Regions from separate parts of the Sus scrofa genome. Here region 1 is linked to region 2. A link is a contact called in public HiChIP or PLAC-seq data. All regions are on one chromosome and are shown on one strand. Each heading gives the region's core, a stretch centred on a gene start, on an enhancer-like site or on the middle of the called end of the contact. The rest is flanking DNA. Distances are from core to core; before and after follow the strand shown. Region 1 holds the start of LPAR5 (lysophosphatidic acid receptor 5). Region 2 holds the start of SPSB2 (splA/ryanodine receptor domain and SOCS box containing 2).

Region 1 (6,204 bases), core at 3,123-5,622, 210 kb before region 2:
CCTATCGAAGCACTTAGTTGGCTGGTTTGAACGTCTCAGTCTGTGTCATGTGTATTTACCGCATTTCCCCATCTAGATGGTAGGGTCCTAGGTTTGGGGGTGGAGACCACACCTTCTACTGCTTTCTTCCCAATTGCACTCACACTGCAGTCTCTATTTAGCAGTGCCTGGGGACAGCCATTGGCTGCCTGGCAGGAAATCTGTCCCCTCCCGCCCCAGGTCTACCCAGCCTATAACCCTGTTGTGATATTTCTTGGATCACCCCAGTCAGCCAACCACTTCTTATCACACTCCTGTCCCCATGTATAACTCAGGGAAAGGCCACATCCCTTTGAAAAGGATTGTTTGCAAACAGCTGGCATTAAAACTTCAATAACAGTTTAGGCTAGAGTTACAGTAACATTTTTATCATTCTTAACCATTCTCTGGAGAATCAATAGCCCCTTATAGCCAGGAGGCACCTACTAGCCCCTGAACAAGTGAACAAATGATTATTTCCCAAGATCCCAGGTCTTTGGTTCACAAAATTACAGTGTTAAAGAGATCAACATGTATTAGGTGAGTTGCTACTTAAGAGGTAGAATTAGGCACCTTCAGGAGAGCAGATGGCCATCGCTCTATTTCTGAGAAGCCTGTGGGTTTGTGTGTCCACCCCTTTCCCACAGACCACGCAAAATGGCCCAAGCTGAGCCTTGAGAGCTGCCGGGCCCCTGCCTTGGTCCCCACCCCATCTGCTTGCTTCCCTGGGGCTCCCCATCAGTGGAGCTGAATGGGCACAGTGCCAGGCCAGATGGCAAAGATGGGAAAAACTGCCAAAAAGGAGGCAAACAGGAAATGGAAGGAGGGCTCTAGACGTGGGGGAGGGGCGGAAGGGCCCTCTCCTTTCTCCCGCCTCCAGCGAGAGGTCAGGTTTGGGGGGCAGGGGTTGGGGGGAATGTAAAGCAAAGATATAGTGGCTGCCCCAGAAAAGCGGGGACACTGGGATTTCATTTCACCAGGGAGAAGGGGGGACTTGGGGGCCCACACAGGCTCAGTAACCTCAGCCTGCCTGCGGCTGCAGTCACATGAGCACATCACTACACACACGTGCGCATGCAAGGCCGCGTGGAGGTGCCAGTAAACTGAGGGGTGTGCACCAAGATTCCCTAGAACATATAAATCCATGTGTAATGCAGCCTGTAACACACATGCATGTTCACAGAGGCACGGGCAGCTGGTGGGGGAGGAAACACACACAGCAGGCACAGCCCCCACCTTCACACACATACACATCACACACACACACCTGACCCCAGACATAAGAGTGAGCAGGCAGCTTCAGGAGCACAGATGGCTGCAGGTGGGCACATGCAGATCCCAGCCACAAGGCACTGAGGGGCAAAGAGAGACCCTGGGAACTGCCCCCTCCAACCCCAGCCTCCACGCCCCCCCCCACACACACACTTTCCTCCCACCCCCGAGTCCCTGTTCTGCAGCTCCCCATGTGTGTATGGGGGGTCCAGGCTCTTTTTGTCCTCAGTGACCCTCTGGGACCTGTCCTATTGCCCTCTGAGCCGGGCTGGGCACCAGTCTTTGCTGAGATAAGTCAGAGGGGCAGGGTTATTTTTGCACCGGCAGGAAGTGAGAACAGGGGGTTTAAAAGTGCACAGGAGGCTAACTCATGACCCTTCCCTCCCTCTCATCCACACCACTGGCCCGTGGTGTCCACCCTTCTGGTGCCTGACCAGCGATGCAGAGGGGAGCTGAACAGAAAGGGATGGGCAATTTGGGACAGTGATGGGGGCAGGGAGGGGAGAGACACCTCCTGTCTGTCTAGCTTCTTCCTGTCTGCCACCCTCTCCCTGGGCTCCCCCCTCCCACGCTCTCCCCCCACTACCACCTTCACCAAAGCCCTTGATCTCCTCATCTCCTCTTTGTAGGAATCCACATCCTTGAAAGGTTTGGAATCTCAGATCTCTGGACATCATCTCTAGAAGAGTTCCAACCACCTTTCAGATGCTGGCAGCCACAGGCCAGTTGGCACACGAGTCCCACCCCTCCTGCGGTGTGTGGTGCCGACTGAGCCCACTTCCTCTGCTCTGTCCTCAGGCAGCTCAGGGCCCGAAGATGTGCCCGCTCCCCACAGACAGTAACTCTCAGCACCCCTTCACATGGGTCCTTTCAGATGCTCCCTACAGATCCCAACGGTGCTGAGCCTCCAGTGGAAGCTTCATGAAGTCTAAAGGCCTTGTGACAAGCTCCGTCCCACAGCGGCCCCAGGACACAAATGAATCCTGCCCATCTGCTTGTCCTGAGTCTAAGGCAGGGAGTTTAACGAGGTCACCAGGGTGAATGGATGGCCTCCTCCTGCCCCAGGGGCCACGTTCTTCCCACTGCCATGTTTATCCATCCTCCCTCGTCCCCAGTCCAGGCCCGCTCTGCTTCCTCCAGCCCAGATCCCTGCTCCAGCTTCCCCCTACCCTTCCCCACCTGAGACTCTCTTCTTGCCTTTCCAACCCCATCCCCGGCTGCAACTTTTCCCTCTCATGTCTCCCCACGGTTTTTCTGGAAAAAGGCAGAAAGCAAAGGCGACCTACAGCTCAATGATTGATGTGTGGTTGTCACCTCCCCACCAGCATACCTCTCCCCACCCTGCGGACAAGAGCTGGAAAAACAGGAAACAAGGTCCCAATCAAGACCTAGGTGGGATCTGGAGTTCCCATCATAGCTCAGCCGTTAATGAACCTGACTAGCATCCATGAGGATGAGGGTTCGATCCCTGGCCTTGCTCAGTGGGTTAAGGATCTAGCATTGCTGTGACCTATGGTGTGGGTCGCAGATGCACATCGGTCCTGAGTTGCTATGCCTGTGGTGTAGGCCAGCAGCTATAGCTCTGATTGGACCCCTAGCCTGGGAACCTCCATATGTGTTGGGTGTGGCCCTAAAAGACAGGAAAAAAAAAAAAAGACCTAAGAGGGTTCAGCCCTCCATAGCCTTGGGTGGTTCTCGCCTCCACAGGAGCCTTTGGCCTCGTGGACCTCGCCCTGACCTCAGGCAGCACTCAAGTCTCTGCTTTCCCCTTCCTGTGGGCACAGGTATCAGAGGCCGAAAGAGCTGGGTTCTAGGGTCCCTCAGTTGCCAGGAAGTGAGGCTCATGGGTTGAGTAGGTTTCTGCCTCCCGTTTAATCCTTGCCTCCATCTTCCCTTCTGCTACGACCTTCGCTCACCCTGAAGCGACAGGCGACACAACCCCTTCCGTCAGGGAGGCCCCCGTGAACATAAGGACTCGGTGGGCAGCTGCCTCATGGTTGGGACACAGAGGGACCAGAAGGCCTTGCCCGCTCTCAAATATCTCCCCCAACCCATGCTCAGTATCTGAAATTTTATCCACTTCGGGACCCTCACAGGCCACATTCCCGCAGAACTGTAGGGACCCTGGACACAGTTCATCTAATCCTCCGATAAAGACAATGCCCTGGGTTAAGGCAGCGTCTGTCCAAGACACCACTGAAGCACACTGGTTACATTGGAAGGATCCCCGTAAGGGCACAGCTGAGCCTTGACCCTGCTGATGGGGTTTCATCAGATGAGTTCATTGTCACCGGCAAAGGCCCGGCCCTGGGGCGAGTGGGTTTTAGGGCTTGCGTTGTCTAAGAGTAGGAAAGGGCTGGCAACCAGCCCCAGAGGGCCTTCCTCGGTGGCCCTGGGATTGGGGTTCAGCTTGACAGTGGGGACCTGACCGGTGAAGGGGAGGACACAGCCTCGGGGACAGCCAGGGTGGGGCTTCAAGATCTAGGGCAATCCTCTGTCCCCTGTCTGTGGGCCCAAGCCTGTCCCTTTGGGCTTTTGACTGAAACATTTTCCCAGGGCCCACAGCCTACTTTCACCTCCACCCCCCCCCACCCATGTCCTATTTCTAAAGGAGAGGGGCTGCCCCTGGGGGGCTCCCCCCAACCTGTGATGCCCCCATACCTGTGCTCGCTGAGGCTCCGCCGCTGCCTTGAGCTGGCTTCCGCTGCTGCCTGTTCTGGGCTGGGCTGGGCTGGTAGGACCTGCTCCAGGCAGGCGGACACACCCACCTCCGCAGCTGTCAGCAGATCCCAGCTCCCTGCACTCGCCCAACCCTGCGTGGGGCAGGGAGACAGAGGAGGAAGCACTGCCCTCAGTGGTCCACAGACAGGTCAGAGGAGAAGAATCCCCAGCGGATAAAGGCACTTCATCTGGCCCCAACCATCGCTGACTGCTGACTGTCCCCTCATGGCTCACACATTTCCCACAGTTTCCGGTGAGCCTAACTGGCACACCCACCCAGTGATGCCAGATGACTAACCCACCAGCCTTTTGTTCTCATCAGTTCCTCCTGGCTGTCTGTCTCTCTGTTGGGTTCCTGCAGGTGGTTTCACTCTTGCCACATGTAGCTTCTATCTGTGTGTATGTGTGTGTGTGTGGGGGGGAACCAGGGCTCAGATGACAGCCTCTGGTCTCTGTACCCCGGGCTGAGCCCCTTGTTTTCTACATCAGTAGGACCGGGCATGGTGTTTGCAGTCAGTACTCAAAAACAAGCGGCAGGTGAAAAAGGACACTGTGGTCGAATGAGAATGGAGAGACTAAGTGGAAAAGGTTTCTCTGTTACAGAGCTTCTCAGAGGTTTCAACATCCCATTAAAAGGCCAATGGCATGTTGATAATCAAAGCTGATAAAGGGTAGATGGAGATGCTTGACACTGTTCTTTGTGCTATATTCTACATATTGAGCTTCTCCATAATGTTTTCTCTTTTTTGTCTTTTTAAGATCGTACTCACGGCATATGGAGGTTCCCAGGCTAGGAGCTGAATCGGAGCTACAGCTGCCAGCCTAAGGCACAGCCACAGCAACGTTGGATCCGAGCCACATCTGCAACCTACACCACAGCTCATGGCAAAACTGGATCCTTAACCCACTGAGCAAGGCCAGGGATCGAACCCACGTCCTCATGGATACTAGTCGGGTTCTTTAACCACTGAGCCACGACAGGAACTCTGTAATGTTTTCTTCTAAATGCTGTGCAGTTTCCCTCATATGTGTGTATCCAGAACATGTTTTGGGGGATCCCAGATTATTAAAGGCTGATGCTGGAGTCACAGCTCCAAGCATGTCATTAAGATGCAGTTCCTGGAGTTCCCGTCGTGGCGCAGTGGTTAACGAATCCGACTAGGAACCATGAGGTTGCGGGTTCGGTCCCTGCCCTTGCTCAGTGGGTTAACGATCCGGCGTTGCCGTGAGCTGTGGTGTAGGTTGCAGACGCGGCTCGGATCCCGCTTTGCTGTGGCTCTGGCGTAGGCCGGTGGCTACAGCTCCGATTCAACCCCTAGCCTGGGAACCTCCATATGCCGCGGGAGCGGCCCAAGAAATAGCAACAACAACAACAACAACAAAGACAAAAAAAAAAAAAAAAGATGCAGTTCCTCAAGGACCCAGCGTTGTCACTGCTGTGGTTCTGGTGGCTGCTGTGGCACAGGTTCAATTCCTGGCCCAGGAACTTTGTACATGTGTGGCTGAAAAACAAACAAAAGGTGCAGCTCCTCCCCACTTCACCGTTTTCAGACCATCAGACCTCTCACTTGATATCAGAGCAGGGGTTTCCTGAGCTCAACCACAGTTCTTTCCTCCCTCCTAAAAAGCTCAAGTTCGGCCCTACTGCCCTGCAGTTGGCCCACTAGACACGACCTCATTCAGATCATCCTCAGAGAGACAGTCCTACACTCACATCCGAGATCTTGGGATCAGGGCTTCAGAAATGAAGACACACACGCCCTTCGGCCCACAGGCTCCCCAAGACACTGGCTGTGACCTTCATTCCACCCCCCTGGCTTCTCAGGGCTTCTCCTCCTAACGGAGGGCTTGCTGCCCTGGGTACTACCCCTTTGATTCTCTTTCCTGCAGATGGATCCATAACTCCCAGGGGTTGGAGAGCTGACGCTGTGGGGCAGGGGGACAGGGCTGAGGATGGGATCATAACCCAAACAGGCCGCACAGGTTGAAAATAAACACTTTATGTAAAGACATCCTTTAAGGTGGGTGGAGTTCCCGTCATGTCATGACCCTTCCAGGACTGCTGCCCCAACGCCAGGGATCGGAGCCGGGTAAGAGACTCAGGCCAGAAGGGGAAGCCTGGGGTCCAACAGCAATGAAGAGTGTGGAAGGGGGGCCGGGGTGGGGACAAGATGGAGTCCAGCTCATCCAGCT
Region 2 (5,892 bases), core at 127-2,626:
CCTCCATTTTGAGGGCTCATCACTTCCTAGCAAGTTGCTTTCCCAACAACCTTCCTTTTACCTCTATGGCTGTTAGAAGATTAAATGAGGTAAGAGCTGTGAAGTTCCTTAGCCATTCCTGGCACTGAATAGGGAAAGGAGACATGTCAGATGAAGGTGGAGCTGCTGGCCCAGGCTTTGAGCCAGGAGACCTGTCAGATGAAGGCACACTACTTACAACGCCTCTTGGAAGGCGTTGAGCTTGCATCCCAGACCACAGCCACCAGGGATAGAACACTCTCCCCAGACCTGCCCCAGGCCTCACCTCTCCTTTCGCCCAGGTAGCTGATGCGGACGTGGCACTGGCCCCAGACAGCGCTTACTGCTGGATAGAGGGTCCTGCCCTTCAGTCCACGGAAGGCTGGCCCCAGGTAGGTGCCCCCAATAGCGTAGCCCAGAGTTCCCTCCTCCATGTCCAAAACCACCAGCAGCCTCTCCGGCACCTCCAGGTGCTCACCTTGAAGTCCGGGGGGATACCGGGGGGCCCCGGGCCCCTTGCTCTGATGGTACAGCTTCCCCCGCCCAATGTCCCAACCCCACGACTCGCTGTTGCTGCCCAGCAGCGCCGCATAGTGGTCAGCTTGCAGCGGGGCGAGGGCCGTGGCCACGCCCACCACGGCGTGGGTGCCTCTCTGTTCCCGGGGCCAGCTGATCTCCCAGGCGTGCAGGCCTCTCGAGTAGCCCCTCTTACCCCGGACCCCATCAGTGCTCTGGGCCACAGGCCGCCGCTCAAAGCACAAGCCCCCTTCCTTGACCTCGATGTTCTCTGAGCAGTCCTTGGGGTTCCAGCCGTGACGCCGTTGGGCCCCTAGGTCAGGAGGGGGAGCAGAGAGCAGCTCCTCCAAGCCCTCGGGACAAGAGAGGTCAGGGTACAGGGGCTGTGGGGTGGGGGTGCTGCTGCTGCCCCCTGCCAAGGCCGTCTGGCCCATGGAGGTGAGAAGCTGGAGGATTCCCCAAAAGAGGCTTGCTGGGACGTCTCTCTTCGGAAAGTTGAGCTCCCGCTTGGGATCGACCTAGAGAGAAGTTGGGGGAGAGGAGGATCCTGGAGGGACTCCACACCTAGGCGCCTCATCCTTTCCCCCAGCTCTGCTCACTGCCCCACTCCTCCCGCTCAGCTCCCCGAAAGCTCCTAGATCCATCATCTTGCCCTCACCCACCTGTCCGCGTCTCCTGAGACGCGCGAGTTTGTCGCCTTAGGTCTGTCCAGGGACCGTCCCCTTCGCCCGCTCCTGCTCCTGTCCCTGCCCCCGAACCACGCTCAGCTTCCCGTGCCGGGAGGTCGCCGGCCCTCGGGAGGAGCCCGGCCGAAAGTCGCCGAGGAGCTCCGGCTCCAGAACGCCGGCCGCTTCCGCCCCCAACCCCTCCCGCAGGCCTCGCCCCGCCCCAGGCCACGCCCCTAAGGGCCCTCTGGGGCAGTTAACCCTCTAGTCGCCACCCCAGGTCGCGCCCCGCCGGAGACCCCGCCCACACGGGCCCCTCCGGGGCGGTCAAAACTCGGCACCAGGGGCGGCTGCGAAGGTCAAGCAGTGAGTAGAGCCCACTCGCGGGCGGTTAACCTCTGGACACCTTCCAAGCAGCCCGCAGCCCCCAGGCCTCGCCCCCGCGAGGAAGCCGCCAGGTACTTAACCCTTCCCTGGCCCGCCAAGCTCAGAGTTAACCTTTTCATGGTATCATCGCTTTGAGGTCCCTGGAGGTCTTTTCACCGTTAAGAACTTTGAGCAGCCTGGGGATATAGGGCCGGAGGTCAAGTAAGGTCTGCCATTGTGGTGACATCTGTTTCCCAGGCCTTCTGATTCTGGGTCACTGTTGCTTGGGCTGGTCATTCTCCGACCCGGGTTGTGAGTCAGCCGGTTCTAAGCCTGAGGTTCTATACGCTGAGTTTCTAGCTCAGAGGGGTAGGTGTCATAGGGCTGCATCCTGTTCTAGCCTTCATCTGCCCTGTCCATCCATTCCTGAGCTGTGGGCCTCACCTGGCAGAGTGTGGTGGTCCAGACCTTGCTTGGGAGGGAAACAATGTCACTAATTATCTCTGTGACCTTGGGGAGGTTGCCACACTTCTCTAAACCTGTTTTCTCTTTCCTAAAATGGGCATAATGATGGTACTTACCTCAGGGTTGTTATGGAGTTGAAACAGTCCAAGTAAAGCACTTAGCAAGGAACCCTTGATATCGTATGCATTCACTAAGCTTAGCTAGTCCTATTTCTTTAACATTTTCTAAGTGACTATTCTGTAGAGAGGTAATAAAATATAGTGGTATTTAGCAACTGTGGAGCCAGGCTGACAGGGTGTGCAAATCCCTGAAGGCGGGTATGCAGGAGAACTTTGGCAAATTCCTGAACCACCCCCGTACCTGTTTTTTCTTCTGTAAAAGGGGGATACTATTGGTATGAACTGCATAAGCTATAGTGAGGATTCAGTGATGTTACACATACATATGTGAAGCCCTTAGAACCGTTTCTGATTCAAATTTAATCATTTGTGCGAAGCACTGAAGATGACGCAGTGAATCCGCAAGGAGTTTACAAGGATATTTATAAAACAGTTTTGTCATGTAGTAGATAAAATTCTGGTTATACAAAAAGTCCTATGGGAGTAAAAAGGATGGGACTCCACGGATCAAGCACTTTGGAAAGTGTCGTGGAGCAGATGACACTGGGCTGAATCTTTAAGATTGACAAGAGGAGGAGTTCCTCTTGTGGCTCATTGGGTTAAGAACTCCACTAGTATCCATGAGGATTTGGGTTAGATCCCTGGCCTTGCTCAGTGGGTTAAGGATCCAGTGTTGCTGCAGCTGCCTGTAGGTCAAAGCTATGGCTTGGATTCAGTCCCTGGCCTAGGGACTTCCATAAGCCCTGAGTACAGCCAAAAAAAAAAGAAAAAAGACAAGGAATTTGCCTGAGAGGTGGTTCTGCAGTGTGGGTGTTGGATTAGAGTTGCTGCATGTAGAAACCATTCAGACTGAGAGGTCAGCATGAAAAAACAAAAATAGAGAGTTCCACTTGTGGTTCAGTGGTAATGAACCCAACTAGTATCCATGAGACTCAGGTTTGATCCCTGGCCTCACTCAGTGGGTTAAGGATCTGGTGTTGCCGTGAGCTGTGGTGTAGGTCGTAGATGCGTCTCAGATCCCGAGTTGCTGTGGTAGGTCAGCAGCTACAGCTCTGATTTGACCCCTGGCCTGGGAACATTCATATGCAGAGGGTGAGGCCCTGGAGATAGTATGTAGAGTGGGAAAAGGGTTTAGGAGGACACAGCACAGTGGACAGTTCAGGTTTGATAACATACATGATTTTTTTTTTTTTTTTGGTCATTGGCAACTTTAGTGAGAGAGGACATGTGGATTGTGGGAGGTTGCGGTCCATGCTGAAGGCGCTGAACTGGTACTTTCTGGCATGTGTCAGACACTGTGCGACATGCTTTATATTTTTAGGGGATAGAGAGTTGGGAGAGGAAAGGTGACAATTATGTCTCATAGTTAAAACTATTCTTGAGGAGTTCCTTGCGGGCCCATCAGGTTAAGAGTCCGGTGTTGTCACTGCTGTGGCTCAGGTTCGATCCCTGGCCTTGGAACTTCCTGATGCCATGGGTGTGGCCAAAAAATAAAAATAAAATCAACCCGGGATCTGAGACACATCTGCGACCTACACCACAGCTCACAGCAATGCCAGATCCTTAAAAAAATAAAAATAAAATAAAATTACCCTTACATACCCCATCTATTAAGTACATGTTAGTTTTGTGTAAAATACAAAACATGACAGTATACTATGATTGTGTACAGGATAAATGTTTATATTTCTTTAATCAAGGAGAAAGAAGAAAGCATATTAGAAAAGATATGGCGGAGTTCCCGTCGTGGCTCAGTGGTTAACGAATCCGACTAGGAACCATGAGGTTTTGGGTTCGGTCTCTGGCCTTGCTCAGTGGGTTAAGGATCTGGCATTGCTGTGAGCTGTGGTGTAGGTTGCAGACGTGGCTCGGACCCCACGTTGCTGTGGCTCTGGCGTAGGCCAGCGGCTACAGCTCCAATGTGACCCCTAGCCTGGGAACCTCTATATGCCTCAGGAGCGGACCAAGAAATGGCAAAAAGACGAAAAAAAAAAAAAAAAAAGAAAGAAAAAGAAAAGATGTGGAGTCCTCTTGTGGCACAGCAGCAGGTCAAGTATCTGGTGTTGTCATCGCATCGGCTCAGGTCACTGCTGTGGTGTGGGTCGACCCCTGGCCGGGGCATTTCCCCATGCTGTGGGAGCAGCCAAAAAAATGAAAAGAAAGCTGTGAACTTGAGCACTTGTCATCCACCCAACCTGGATATTCTTGCCACTGTGACAACAAAAATAAGGATATCATGGCTTAGAGGACAGATGGTAAGCCTAATCCATAGCCAGCTCAGCTAGTGGTTTAAAACATGGTCTTTACCCAGTGCTTGGGAATCCTGAACTGGTCACATCTGGTTGGGAATAGCTCAAGTATTCCACAATGCTACAAGCAATTTTAACTTTTTACTTTTTTTTATTGAGATGTCACATATACAGAGTATATTAATCTTAAATTGCTCAGTGGATCTTACATATTTATGCAGCAAAAAGATCAAGAACACTTCCAGCATCCCAAAGGGCTCCTTCTTGCTCTGACACTACGCCCCTAAAGTAACTCCTATTTGACCTCTATCAGGATAGGTTAGCTTTGCCTCTTCATCAGTTTCATGCAGATTAGGGAGTTCCTATCATGGCTCAGTGGAAACAAATCTGACTAACATCCATGAGGACACAGGTTCAATCCCTGGCCTTGCTCAGTGAGTTAAAGACCCAGCCTTGCCATGACCTGTGGTGTAGATCACAGACTCAGCTCAGATCTGGTGTTGCTTTAGCTGTGGCACAGGTTAGCAGCTACAAAAGGAGGGTGCGGCCCTAAAAAGACAAAAAAAAAAAAAAAAAAAAAAAAGTTCATGCAAATGAAACAAGACAGTATGCATTCTTTGTATTCTTTTGTCTGATGTATTTTTCTTGACAAGTGAGAGTCATTCATGTTGTTGCCCGAAATGGTAGCCAAGTATTTCCATTGTTTCACTGTATTCCACTGTATGGATGTTCTGCAACTTACTTATTCTACCGTAGATGGACATTTGAGCAGTTCCCATTCTTAGCTTTTAAAGAGAAAGCTACTGTGTACAGTACTGCAGAGTCTTTTGATGGACCTAGGCACCGAACCTAGTAAACCTACATCAGTGACCCCAGCCATAACAGTGACGAAGCTGGATCCTTAATCCACTGAACCACCCAGGAACCCCAAGGCACTTGTTTTTGTTGGATGCATACTTATGTGCAGAATTGCCAAGTTATAAGGAATTGCAATGTATAGATTTAACCACGTATAATTTTCAAGTTTCTCACCATGGAGGGGTTTTATTCAGAAATTCAATCATTCAGGTATTTTACAGCATGTAACACTTCAATAAGTTTACGAAGATATGTTCTTCTCTTCCTGTCCTTCTCATTTTTATCTCCTGGGGATGGTTTTATCAGTTCCTCAGCATTTTATTAGTGTTACTCTTGGCTCTCAAGCTCTTCAGTTTCTTCCCCAAAGCCGTCACGATCTGCGTGCCAGGCCACTGGAACAGTGAGTTGCACTTCTTTGTTAACAGAAAGCCCTTAAAAATCCTAAACACATTCTTCCCAACATGCGAGGATTGTTTTAGGCTTGATTGTTTCTATGCCCGCATAATATACAGCAACTGGCAATACTGGAGAACTTTCAACTCTTCCGACTCAAAACCACATTAAGATCAGGGTCAGCATTTATCGCTCTGGGGGTCTGGGAGTAATCACAACCTCATGCATGTGGCTTTGGACCAG

What was found. HiChIP or PLAC-seq counts read pairs in DNA pulled down with a chosen protein or histone mark.
Region 1: a contact with region 2 is called in an H3K27ac HiChIP or PLAC-seq map of alveolar macrophages. The contact joins the promoter of LPAR5 here to the promoter of SPSB2 in region 2. A contact is called at or near these places in 1 of 5 promoter capture datasets (fetal liver) and 1 of 2 datasets of contacts at active chromatin or transcription factors (alveolar macrophages).

Annotation. Positions count from the first base shown.
Region 1 is chr5:64,047,638-64,053,841 of Sscrofa11.1, reverse strand. LPAR5 (lysophosphatidic acid receptor 5) reads right to left here and starts at 4,372. Exons shown (of 2, transcript XM_005652601.3): 1 at 3,952-4,372. ACRBP (acrosin-binding protein) reads right to left here. Exons shown (of 10, transcript XM_003126533.4): 10 at 5,996-6,204. The coding sequence ends at 6,195.
Region 2 is chr5:63,832,269-63,838,160 of Sscrofa11.1, reverse strand. SPSB2 (splA/ryanodine receptor domain and SOCS box containing 2) reads right to left here and starts at 1,376. Exons shown (of 3, transcript NM_001243315.1): 1 at 1,197-1,376; 2 at 305-1,052. The coding sequence starts at 968. LRRC23 (leucine-rich repeat-containing protein 23) reads left to right here and starts at 1,532. Exons shown (of 8, transcript XM_013987385.2): 1 at 1,532-1,657.